Regions from separate parts of the Mus musculus genome. Here region 1 is linked to region 2. Evidence: chromatin contacts called from public Hi-C data. All regions are on one chromosome and are shown on one strand. The core of a region is the stretch at or near the end of the contact, and the rest is flanking DNA. Distances in the headings are between cores, read along the strand shown.

What was found. A called contact is a pair of places that touch in the nucleus more often than the background predicts.
Region 1: a contact with region 2 is called in a Hi-C map of granulocyte-monocyte progenitors, with 5 times the contacts expected there. The contact joins two enhancer-like sites. A contact is called at or near these places in 1 of 39 promoter capture datasets (liver), 3 of 484 Hi-C or Micro-C datasets (granulocyte-monocyte progenitors and liver), 3 of 115 datasets of contacts at active chromatin or transcription factors (embryonic stem cells, microglia and pancreatic cancer cells) and 3 of 9 other capture datasets (adipose tissue, liver and pancreatic islet).

Annotation. Positions count from the first base shown.
Region 1 is chr5:65,474,063-65,480,586 of GRCm38.p6, forward strand. The region is part of intron 1 of Smim14 (small integral membrane protein 14); the gene reads right to left. Among named protein-coding and RNA genes, the nearest start is that of Smim14, 16 kb to the right of the region's middle. Within about 2 kb of position 2,874, at least 47 of the 459 cell types and tissues checked have an H3K27ac peak or open chromatin away from gene starts, as enhancers often do. A contact at or near this core is called in granulocyte-monocyte progenitors and microglia, where this site is marked.
Region 2 is chr5:65,323,446-65,330,225 of GRCm38.p6, forward strand. All of the region lies in intron 1 of Rfc1 (replication factor C (activator 1) 1), which reads right to left. Among named protein-coding and RNA genes, the nearest start is that of Rfc1, 8.8 kb to the right of the region's middle. Within about 2 kb of position 3,041, at least 135 of the 459 cell types and tissues checked have an H3K27ac peak or open chromatin away from gene starts, as enhancers often do. A contact at or near this core is called in granulocyte-monocyte progenitors and microglia, where this site is marked.

The DNA of each region.
Region 1 (6,524 bases), core at 1,624-4,123, 150 kb after region 2:
TTCTTCTAATCCACTGTCTTGCCCCAGAGGCACCAGAGGAACAGCCTGGTTCTACACCCTTTTATGTGAAACCTAAAAATACAAACTCTGCACTTAAGGCCTTGCCAAAACACTGCAGTACCCATCTTAATGTTCACACATTTTAGAATAGAATATTAAAACTAACATGTCTCAGGTTAAGGGCTTATATAAAAAGAACTTAACGCTTTTCTTTTCCTTCAAGAGCTTTGCCACTTTTATCAACAGCACAGGGTATACACTGCTAACTATATAGTAATACAGTCACACAGATATTACTACTCTAGTATGTGAGCATAATCTATTTTAAAAACTCTTTCCTAAGACACAATCTCTTAAGATGTTCAAGAACATCCAAGGGGCACACTACACTGAAACCATTAATTTTCTTTTTGAACAAGATCTCGCTTTACAGCTATGACTAGCTTGCAACTGGCTATGCAGACCAAACTGGCCTTGAATTCGCAGAGATCTGTTTGCCTGTCTCCTGAGTGCTTAAAGGTGTGCAACACCACAAAACCCTTTGCTAGGATGTTAAGGCTCCAAAACTGTTTCTTGGTTTTTCTTCCCAAATTTTAATGACACTGAACATCTTGTCAATTTATCCTTTTTCAAATTCTTTTTGTCTAACTGAGTCCAGGGGTATTCTCTATTATTAGCTTTTAATCACCTATCATGTAAAATTAAGAATTTTTTTATAGGGCTGGAAAAATGGCTCAATGGTTAAGAGCCCTTGCTGCTTGTCTCTAGGACCCAAGTTTGGTTTCCAGAAGCCATGTCAAGTGGTTGACACTGGCTGTAATTCTACATCAAGGAATCCTATGTCCTCCTCTGGCCTGGAGACACACGCAGGTACATGTATGCGTTGCCCACACAGACATACACAGCTTACTTGCTTTTCTCTGACCTAAGTGGCTCCAACGTTGTATTTGAAAGTAGGGGAGGGAAGGACGAGCTCAGCATGTGTAGCACAAGCTCTGTAAGCCTAATGGCCTGGGCCTGAACCAAGATACTGTGAAGGAGAGGACCGACTCCCACACTGTTCCCCTGGCCTCCACAGATACAACACAGTATACGTGCATGCACACACTCAGATCTCTCTCTCATATATACAGTCATTCGTACATACAGATGCAAACACACAAAGTAAATTTTAAAATAACATTAAAAATAAATTATCTAAATCCAAGCACTTGGGAGGTAGTGGTAAGTACTTCTCTCGTTCAAAGCCATACTACTACTGGTCTACAGAGAATTCTAGGAAAGCCAAGGCTATACTGAGAAACCTGGTCTAAAGATGAGATAGGTAGGTAGATAGATAGATAGATAGATAGATAGATAGATAGATAGATGGATGGATGGACGGACGGACGGACGGACGGATGGAAAGGGAGGGAGGGAGGGAGGGAGGGAGGGATGTGGCCCATACCCTCAATCTCAGGGGGCAGGAGTTCAAGGCCAGGCTGATGTACTCAGCAAATACCAGGTCAGACATGCTATACGGTTAAGACTCTTCTCAAAATACTTGTTTTAGAGTAGGGTCTGGGGCACAAGGTATAGTTCCAGCTTTTTGGGAAGCTAAAGCCATAAGGTTCCATGTTCAGGATGTCTGGTCAAAGCCAGTCTGACCAGCTTACCAGGAAAAAAAAAATGTTCTCTGCTCCAAGGCCCCCACATGACTGCAGCTTGAATGTTCCTCAATTTTTGAGACTTTATTCTAAAAATATTCATCCTCATTCAACCTTTCTTTTGTCGATCATGGATTCTCTTTCTTCAATAAATGCTTGTTCTCTACTCCAAGAGGGATCTTGAGAAGGCTAAACAGAGAAACTCTGTCTTCTCACACACACACACACACACACACACACACACACACACTCGGGAGGGGAGGAGGGGTGACACTTTCAGTTTCCTCTTAAGAAAGAAGCTAGAAATTTCCATGTTCAATGTGAAATTCTTGTGGTTGAGGCTTTAAAAAACTATGCAGGGCTTGCACACAGCCAGAATTTAAACTGGGGAAGTGAAAAGAGGGATAGTATTTGAAATAATCATAGTGGTCAGAAGATAATAATTCCCCTTATTTTTCTATTTGAATGAAATTATATTTTGGCACATGGGTATGTATATTTTCATATACATGTTCATATCTGCACATACATGTGAATGAGAGATGTTGGCTGAAAAAATGTTGGGTGACTAGAGAGATGGTTTGGTGGCTAAGACTACTAGCTGCTCTTTCAGAGTAGTCAAGGTAGATTCCCAACACCCATGCTGAACTCCAGCTCTAGGGGACTGCATCCCCATTTCTGGCCTCTGAGGGGACCTACATTCATGTAGAGCACAAGCTCTCATGCACACTCAAGCACACACACACACATATACACACCCCAATAAAAGTAAATTACATCTTTTCTTTTTTTTTTTAAATGCTGGCTGATGCGATGGCTAGAAAGGCTGCTGCCAAACGACCTGACCTGAGTTCATGAGAACCACCAGGTAGGAGAGAACTGACTCCTAAACGCTGTCCTCTGCCCTCGGCCATGCCATGTACCAGAGTACACACATGGACATACACATGCACACACACAATTACTGCCTAAAAACTCCAAAACAAACCAAAGCCCTATACATTAAGCCACCCTGTCACTTAGTAACTAAAGGACACTTGTTTATAAAGAGATAAACACAAACAGCCCAAATCCTCACCATCTTGGTATTTGAAAGCATTCTATAACTGTTTACCTACAGGTTATGTGCCTAGGGGACAGAAATAATATGTCTCAGTGTACTGTGAGGGAGAGAATAGCATAAACAGGTAGGCCCCACTGTATGAGAAGATAAGGGCCGCATGAGCCAGAATGTGAGTTCTGGGTTAATCTAGATGCAACACAAGTATATCTCTCAAAACTGTGTCTTCTGAATTTACATGTGTATGTTCTAAAGACTTCTATTTTGGGGGCTGGCAAGATAGCCAGAGCTACTGGGCACTGGTGGCGCACACCTTTAATCCCAGCACTCGGGAGGCAGAGGCAGAGGCAGGCAGATTTCTGAGTTCGAGGCCAGCCTGGTCTACAGAGTGAGTTCCAGGACAGCCAGGGCTACACAGAGAAACCCTGTCTCGAAAAACAAAAAACAAAAAACAAAACAAAACAAACAAAAAGGTGGCCAGAGCTATTAAGAGCACTTTTGAGAGTTCTTTTAGAAGGCTTGGGTTCAATTCCCAGCACCCACATGGCAGCTCATACCCATCTGTAACTCCAGTTCCTGGACTTCTGACATCTTCACAGATGTACATGTAGCTAAAAAGAAAAAAAAAAAAAAAGAACATAAAATAAACTTAAACTTTAAAAGAATTCTACACTTTGGTCTTCCCTCTTCTTGAGTTTCATGTGGTTTGTGAATTATACCTTGGTTATTCCGAACTTCTGGGCTAATATATCCACTTATCAGTGAATGCATACCATGTGTGTTCTTTTGTGACTGGGTTATCTCACTCAAGATGGTATTTTCTAGTTCCATCCATTTGCCTAAGAATTTCATGAATTCATTGTTTTTAATAGCCGAGTAGTACTCCAATTGTGTAAACGTACCACATTTTCTGTATCCATTCCTCTGTTGAGGGACATCTGGATTCTTTCCAGCTCCTGGCTACTTTGATCCTTCTTAGAAGGGGGAACAAAATACCCATGGGAGGAGTTACAAAGTGTGGAGCAGAGACTGAAGGAAAGGCCATCCAGAAACTTCCCCAGCTGGGGATCCATCCCATATACAATCACCAAACCCAGACACTATTGTGGATGCCAACAAGAGCTTGCTGACAGGAGCCTGATATAGCTGTCTCCTGAGAGGCACCACCAGGGCCTGACAAATAAAGAGGTAGATGCTTGCAGCCTTCCATTGGACTGAGCACAGGGTCCCCAATAAAGGAGCTAAAGGGGTTTGCAACCTCATAGGAGGAACAACAATATGAACTAACCACTACCCCCAGAGCTCCCAGGGACTAAACCACCAACCCAAGAGTACACATGGTGGGATTCATGGCTCTAGCTGCATATGTAGCAGAGGATGGCCTAGTCGGGCCTGTAAGGCTCTATGCCCCAGTGTAGTGGAATGCCAGGGCCAGGAGATGGGAGTGGGTGGGTTGGTGAGTGGGAAAGGGCTAGGGTGTTTTCGGAGGGGAGACCAGGAAAGGGGATAACAATGTAAATAAAGAAAATATCTAATAAAAAATGTAAAAAAAACTATGAAATAAAAAAAATTCTATTTTTTTTAAAGACTACTTGCTTATGTGTGTGCGTTTGTGTGTGCAGAGGCCACAAGAGGGCACTGGGTGTCCTCCTCTGATATTCTCTCCCTGAATCTGGGCTACATTTTCTCAAGGAGGCTGGAAGCCAGCAAGTGACAGCAACAGCTTTGTCTCTGCCCTCCTCAGACACAAACTAAATGAGAGGCTGCTTGCACGGGTGCTGAGATGTGAACTCTAGTCTTCATGATTATGCAGCGAGCACCTTCAGCTTCCAATTCATTTCTCCAGTTCCCTATTTTTCTTGTGGACTGAGCCCAGAGACTTGTATTCTGAACTCTCCTACTGAACTATAGCACCACCCCAAGAAGGACGCTCTTTCTCCTACTAGTGCCCTTGTTCCCAGGGACAAGTACATCTCAAGTTTCTTGCACTGAGCAGGTTAAACTGTCTGAATCCTTTAATCAATCAGTAAATTTGTTGGTTAACGTTAATACAGAAGCACTCTGTATCAGTTGGGTGGTGGTAGAGCACACCATTAATCTCAGCACTCAAGAGGCAGAGGCAGGAGGATGCTGAGTTCGAGGCCAGCCTGGTCTACAGAGCAAGTCCTAGACCAGGGCTACACAGAGATCTACAGAGAGTTGCCTGCCTCTGCTTCCCAAAAGCTGGGATTAAAAGGCACCACTGCCTGGCAATACTTTCCTTTTTCCTTTTTTTTTTTTTTAAATAAAGTACTAATTTGTATTTTATATACATTGGTGTTCTGCCTGCATCTATGACTCTGTGAATAGGAATTACAGATATTTGTGAGCTACCATGTGGGTGTTGGGAATTTAATCCAAGTCCTTTGAAAGAGCAGCCAATGTCTTTAACTGGCTGCATCACCTCTCCAAAGAGCCCCAGCCCCCATCTCCACACACCATTCTTTTTTCTTTTCTTTCTTTCTTTCTTTCTTTCTTTCTTTCTTTTTTTTTTTTTTTTTGAGAGGTCTCAGGAAATCTACAATGGCCTTGGTACTCCTGGGTAAGTAACCTACTTCAACCTCCTAAGTGCTGGGATTAAAGCTAGAGGGATGTTTTTGTTTTGTTGTCTACATCTATTTAGCATGGTATGATTATTGTTACTAATTATGCCTAGTGTATACAATGAATCTTTATAACCTTTTCATAGAAAAATAGATAGGGTTTACTGCTTCATTGCCATAGAACTTACTGACATCAGCAGTTTTTCCCTTTCTTTATGAGATTGAAATTTTCTACCTTTTCACTGAAGGGGAATTCTTTACAGCCTTCTTGGCACTTCTAATGGCCAGGATCACTGCTCTTAGATTCAGGCCTGATACTGAAGTTAGACAAGCAGTCCAGAGTTCTGGAGCACAGACGGTAACTATGTGACGGACAAGCAAGCAGCACATACATCATGGACACACTGAGACAAGGGTGACTTACCTCCTGGTGGGACAGAAAGGAATGGGTGAGGTTGAACTGTGCTGTTCCAAATGGGGGAAAACACTGACCTGTGGCTCACTGTACAACAGCTGCCTGCCCCAGTGACGTACCCTACGTGACTAGCAAAACCAGTCAGGTCTGGAATTTCCTAATATGTTTACATTGAGCCCCACCTTGTTTTGAGGCAGAATCTCCAATTTATGTCACACTCTGTACTCTAGGATTGTCAGCCTGTAAACTTCCAGGTCGGAGATTCTCTTACCTGCCATTCTGCCTCAGGAGTGTTGAGATCATGGGCGTGCACCACTGTATCCAACTTTACAAAGGTGCTGGGGCTCAAACTTGGGTCATCAAGCCAGCTAGAAGCATAGGTGAGACCCTGCCTAAAACACCAGCACTTGGGAGGCAAAGGCAAATAGATCTCTGTGTTCAAACAAGTTCTAGGCCTGTCAAGTGCTGCACAAGGAGAACAGGGAAGTGGGCTGGGGATGTAGCTCAGTGGGAAGAGGGCTTGCCGCGCAGTTACGAGGCCTAGTCTTGACCCCAAGCACTGCACAGCACTGGGAAGCTGAGGAGATGGCTCTGTGCTTAGGAACACATGTGGGTCTGACACAAGCAGCTCCTAACTGTCTCTAAGTCCAGCTCCAGGGATCCAATGACCTCTTCCATATCCCAAGGGCACATGCCCACACACATACATACATACATACATATAACTAGGATTGAGGAAGACAACCTTCAGGGACCTCTGGTTTTCACATGCATACACACATACAGGAAACAGAAGTCCAAGACTATGTCTGGCTACACCA
Region 2 (6,780 bases), core at 1,791-4,290:
GAGAAAGGAGGATGAAACTAAGCATGGAGATGCACAAGGGCAACCCCCAGCACTCTGAAGGCAGCCAAGGGAGGATCATGAGTTCAAAGTCAGCTATCAAAGCAATTCAAGGCTAATTACATCTACATGAGACAGATAGGCAACAGCCACAGAAATGGAAAATGCAGAACTAAGCCAGATGCTGGGTAAACCTAGTGAAAAGGACCAACATGGAAGGCCCACGACCTTCTTCACAGCAGCCATCAAACTAAAGCTCCACTGGGTCATTCTGTATCCTAGGAGAATCACTGTCCTCACCACATTACAGAGGCTGCCATCTAAGACAGTGACAGAGACACGGGAACAAACCCTGACTCACTCCGCCTTTCGGTGAGAGGGAAAGCTCACACAGTGCTGGGCAGCTAGGAAGCAGCAGTCTACAATTTTGTCCTGGCCAGACAGAAATCCAAGGATGAAGGTGCTAGAGGTTAAAGTGTGTGCTGCTCTTGCAGAAGACCTGAATTCAACTCCCAGCACTTACGCAGGGTGACTCACAACCACCTGTAACTCTAGCTCTAGGGGATCTGATGTCCTCTTCTGGCCTCAACAGGCACATGAACTCACAAGCACATACCTACAGAGATGCACACATATACATAATATAAAAATAATAAATCTAGGGCTGGAGAGATAGCTCAGTGGTTAAGAGCACTAGCTGTTCTTCCAGAGGACCCAGATTCAATTCCCAGCACCCACATGACAGCTTACAACTGTCTTTAACTCCTGTTCCAACACCCTCACATAGACATACATGCAGTCAAAACACCAAAGTACATAATAAAAAATAATATAATAATAATATAATATAAATAAATAATAAAATATAATAATAATAATAATAAGAGAGAGAAATTCAAGGGTGGGCCTAGAAAACTGTAGAACATTTGGTCAAAGAATGAGCCAAACAGACTAGAAAGGGTTAGAAGGCAACGCTCAGAACAGGTGTTCTACAGCATCTTAGGAATGATGCCAGGTCAGTTTCCTGGAGAGGTGCCTGGAACAGGAAGGACACACATGCCTGGAATGGCAGGAATCCCCCAAAGGTTCTTGCAGCTATGTAGGATCCAGAAGTGACTGTGGTCTTTTAGATGTGTTAGGGAAACAAGTAAATACGGCAAGTATCTGAACACTCAAAGCTTATGAATCTCATCAGTAAACGTCCAGTTGACTTTAGAGTGATGAAGCTCTCATCTAACGGACAGCTAAGCAACCCAAACCAGTCTTGGCCATCCCGAGCAGAACTACACTTTGATGCTAATCTCTACCCCTTGACCAAATACAGCTTAACATTGTTACCTGAGCACTCGTTCAAATCATGTTTTTCTAGTAGGAATTATAAATTTTCAACTTATTACAGCCCTGGGAGCTTGAACCTGAGGTCTTGCCCACACTAAACAAGTACTCTACCACTAAGCTCCATTCCTGGCCCATTTCTTATCTTTGAGACAAGGTTCATTAAAATGCCCAGGCTAGCCTTGAAAGCATTCTGTAATCTAAGCAGGGCCTGACCTTGTGGCCTTCCTGCCTTAGCCTCTCTGTGGCTACAGTTACAGCTTGCACCACCAGGGATGGCCCAATACTTTTTAAACTAAAAATTTATTAAATGGAATAGAGATGGTTTAGTGCTAAAGAGCACTGGCTGCTCTTCCAAAGGACCTAAGTTCACATCTCAGCAGTCACATGGTGGCTAACAACCGTCTGGGTCCAGAGAGTCCAATACTTTCTCTTGGCCTTTTAAGGGCATTGTAGTCGCATGTTACAGACACACATCCAAACAAAAACATCCACACACATAAAATAAAAATAAGTTTAAAAAAGGAAAAAAAACTTTTTGGTGGTGGTGCATATCCTTAATCCTTGTACCTGGAGCAGACAGATCTCTGTAAGTTCAAGGCCAGCCTGGTCTATCAGGTAAAACAAGACTATGTAGTGAGACCCTATTTCCGAAAAACAAAATCAAAAACAAGAACAAACAGAAAAAAAAATGCAAGAGGACATATAAATTACTGAACGAAATAAATATTATGAGTACTAAAACAAACTTCACTAGGCATGGTGGCACACGTATGCAATTGCAGCACTGGGAAGCTGAAAGCAGGACTATCAAGTTCAAAGCCAGTCAGGGCTATGAAACAACTACCAGGCAGGGCTGGTGAGATGGGTCAGCAGTTAAGAGCACCGACTGCTCTTCTCAAGGTCCTGAATTCAAATCTCAGCAACCACATGGTGGCTTACAATCATCTGTAACAAGATCTGACGCCCTCTTCTGAAGTGTCTGAAGACAGCTACAGTGTACTTACATGTAATAAAGAAATTTAAAATAATAAGTACCAGGCCAGAAAGGGCTAGACAAGCATACATACTCCCCCAGGAAACCCTTGATTGGGATTTTTGCTATGACTGTTCTTGCTGTTTTTTGTTTTAAGAAAATGTAAGCAGGCGGTGGAGAGACATCTCAGCTGTAAGAGTGCATGCTATGCAAACATGAGGGCCTAAGTTCAAATCCCCAAACCCACACAAAGATCCAAGCATGAGTGCACACATGTGTAAGCCCAGCACTGAGATGGGAGCATAGACAAGAGGACTGGGGCTGGCTAGCTCGAAGTTCAGTGAAAGGCCCTATCTCAAAAAAAAAATAGGGTGAAGAAAAACAGCAGGATGCCAGGGGTCTTCCTCTGGACAGACAGACACACGGACACACACACACAGACATGGGTGGATACACAGAGAGATATTAAATTAGCACTGTGTATTACTCTGAACTAAATTATTAAAATTCACTTCTATATTAGACGCCTGACTTGTGTCACATTACCATATTGTGGCTACAAAAGACAAAAACAACTTTCACTTTTAGTAGGCCACTTCCTCTCCTTCAAAATTGGCTTTTAGCCACACAAATTACTTTTTTTAGAAATCAAAACTGTCACTACACACAGCAAACATGATTGTTTTAGCTAAGTTTAGCACTGCCTCAAGCACCTCCCTGAGGAGGACACCATGAGCTAGCCAAGTGTGGTCTTTACAAAGGTGGAGTGAGACGACTACACGGGACACGAGACACAACTGTATGTCCCGGGAAGAAAACTGCTCTATGGTCCCTCCAGATTCCCTTTCACTCAGGCCACCACTAAATACTTCTCAGCGCCTTGGACAGACCAGGATCAGTGCTCAGTGCTCAGAAGAAAAGACACAGGAAAGAGAAGAACATAAACAAAACAAAAGCCCCTCCATTCCCACAGAGCCTCCATCTGTCTGCTCTCTGTCTGTCCTTAGAGAACACAAGCTGAGCAGAGAAAAATAAAGCCCAGCTGGGAAGAGAAACCAGGCCTCTATATCTCTTCCTGACACTTCCTCACAGGCTCTTCTTAACAATAAAAAAAAAAAAAAAAATGTCTGTCTATTTGTGGGGATTCTCTGTGTAGCCCTGGCTGTCCTAGACCTCACTCTATAGACCAGGCTGGTCTCAAACTCAGAGATCCACCTCCCAAGTGCTGGGACTAAAGGGGTACACTACCATCACCAGGTGACAAGGCTGGGATAATTCAGAGAATACAATAGAGTCTCTTAAACACTCATCATAGACAGTTTCAGGTCCCTGATCCAAAATTACAAAATTAAAAAAAAAAAAAAAAAAAGAAAGAAAGAAAGAAAAAACTGAGTACAACATGGAAATAATTATCTAATCAGGTTTAAAACACTAAGGTCTCTTTCTTTTCTTTTAGGCTTTTTTTTGGGAGGGGAGGGGGGGTTTCAAGACAGGGTTTCTCTGTGTAGCCCTGGCTGTCCTGGAACTCACTTTGTAGACCAGGCTGGCCTCGAACTCAGAAATCCACCTGCCTCTGCCTCCCGAGTGCTGGGATTAAAGGCGTGTGCCACCACGCCCTGCAGTCTCTCTTTTCACACTGGCTAGAGTGGGGCAACTAGTGTCTGACACTGATGGTACCATTTATTTCAGATTTCTGACATTGACCACAGCTAACATACTGGGATTGTTGTCCTCATTCATCTGGAGATTAACATTTCACAAATGATTTCTAATCCAAAAATATCAAATTTCAACTATCTATGTGATCACATAACTTAAGTTCAAACCAAAAACAGACCTATGATATAATACAGTAAAGGACCATGTTTCTAATGGCTACCTTACCATCCTGAAAAAAAAAAAAAAAAAAAAAAAAAAAACTAAAATAATCCAAGGTTTCACATATAGCCCTGACTGGTCTGGAATTGGCTATGTAGACTCAGGATGCTCTGCCTCTGCCTTTTGAGTACTGTCACCACACCCAATCATGAAATCTTTTAATAATTTAAATACAAAGTCATGAACAAAAATATTTTTAATAAATTTATTTATTTGATGAGAATGAGTGTTTAGCCTGCATGTATGTGTGCATGTCATATACGTGCCTGGCGCCTATAGTGATCAGAAGAGGCTTCGGGTCTCCTGGAAATGGAGTTATGGGAAGGTTATGAGCCTCTATGTGGGCTCTGGGAACTGAACCCAGGTCCTCTGCCAGAGCAGCAAGTGCCCTTAACCATTGAGCCATCTCTCCAGCCCCTAGAGTAGTAGTTCTCACCCTTCCTAACCATGTTACTACTTCATAACTGTAATTTTGCTACTGTTATGAATTGTAATGTAAATAGCTGTTTTCCAGCGGTCTTTGGTGATTTCTGTGAAAGGGTTGTTCAACAACCCCCAAGGGGGTGTGACCACCAAGTTGAGAACTGCTACTCGGGAAAATGACAGTAACTCTTACCTTATTGATATTTTTATTGGGATTACAAAGTTCATTCACACATCAAATATTCATGGAAAATGTAACATATGCCAGATACTACAGAGCAGTTCTCTGTCCCTGCGGCATCTACCCTTGCAGAGACTGACAAATAAAATGCTCCAAAATAATCAGTAAAATGTTCCAAAACATATGTGTGTGTGTGCCAAAGAAACACAGTCTATACCGGCACATCAGAAAGTTTACACAGTCTATACCGGCACATCAGAAAGAAACACAGTCTATACCGGCACTTCAGAAAGTTTACACAGTCTATACCGGCACTTCAGAAAGTTTACACAGTCTATACCGGCACATCAGAAAGTTTACACAGTCTATACCGGCACATCAGAAAGTTTACACAGTCTATACCGGCACATCAGAAAGTTTTCAGCTTGCATAAGCCTGATGAGTGGTATTTTCCCCAGAAGTATTCAAAATGAAGCACACACACAAAACTCCAAATACAGGTGTGGGATGTAACTCAGGAGAAAATATTTGTCTATAATCCATAAGGCTTAGGTCCACTCGCTAGCACTGAAGAGGTGGGAGGAGGGGCGAGGGGCAGGAGAGCTAGTGTGATGACACAGTGGGTAAAAGTGCTTGTCACCAACCCTGATACCCTAAGTTCAATTTCCAAGTTGCCTCTGACCTCCACACATGTACTGTGGCAGGCATGTATGCACACACAATAAATTAATAAAATAAGTCAGTAAATCGGTGTGCCTGGTTACATAAATAAATTGTGGCTGGGCAGAGCGATACATTCCTATAGGCCCAGCACTTGGAAGGTACAGGCAGCAGATGGAACTCAAGTTCAAGGTCACTCTCAGTTCCACAACAGCCTGGGACATATGAGACTCTGCCTCATAGGACAATAAATAAACAAAGTCAATGTGCTTAATTCACAGAACAAGTCTACAAGTTGTTAACCCTACTAAGAAACTGAGAATGCCAAGAAGCCATTCTCTAGCAAAAGTTTTAAAACTGAAGAGTGGGCCAGCAGTGGTGGTACAGGCCTTAAATCCTGGCACTCAGGAGGCAGGGAAGACAAATCTCAGAGTTCCTAGACAGCGTGGCCAGAGCTAAACAGAAAAACCCTGTCTCAAAAAACCCAAAAATAAATAAATAAGCATACTGACTGACTGAAAGTTAGTTCTGGAGGAATACCTTATAGTGACAGCACTTTCTACTCTTCCAGGACCTGAGTTATCCCCAGCATTTCTGTCAGGGGTTTATATTCAATCACCTGTAACTGTAGCCTCCAAGGTAACTCACACTTACGACATTCACTCAGACACGCACAAATACACGTAAATAAAAACCAATATTTAAATTGAAGACTGACCTAAACATAAGGGGGAAACAGCTAACCATCCCTTCAACCCCAGCCCTGGGGAGTGTGAGGCAAGAGCATGAGACCACCCTCGACTACTTGGCAAAGCCATCTCAACAGAGAGAAAGGCAGGGACAGAGACAGAGAGAGGCAGGTCCCATCTCTACGGTGTATTAACAATTCTGCAAGATGACTTGACTAGAAATTAGTGTTGCAAATCAGGCAACCCAAGTATAATTTTGATAAACACAGATCAAACTAAATTACCAGATTTTGTCAGGTACTGAAAAGAAGATGGGTACGTTTTCTAATTTTTAATCTGTACTAAGACATTTCCAAGTTGGTTTCAAATCTACTAGCATAAGTAGAGATGAAAAACAAAACTTTTTACTATACCCTCACAAACCCAGAAGAAATGCAGCATTAGATGAACTTCGGCTTCAGAAACCCTGGAGTATAAACACTGATGCACGTTGCTCTGAAGCAGACAGAAGCAGCTCTCATTACTGTTCTGCACTTGTTAGGAGCTCAACCAGCAGATGTGGTAGATGTGAAAGGAGAGAGGGCACAAACTATGTCACTGTCATTTGCCTTTGATGCTCTGCAGAGCAGCTGACACGGCAA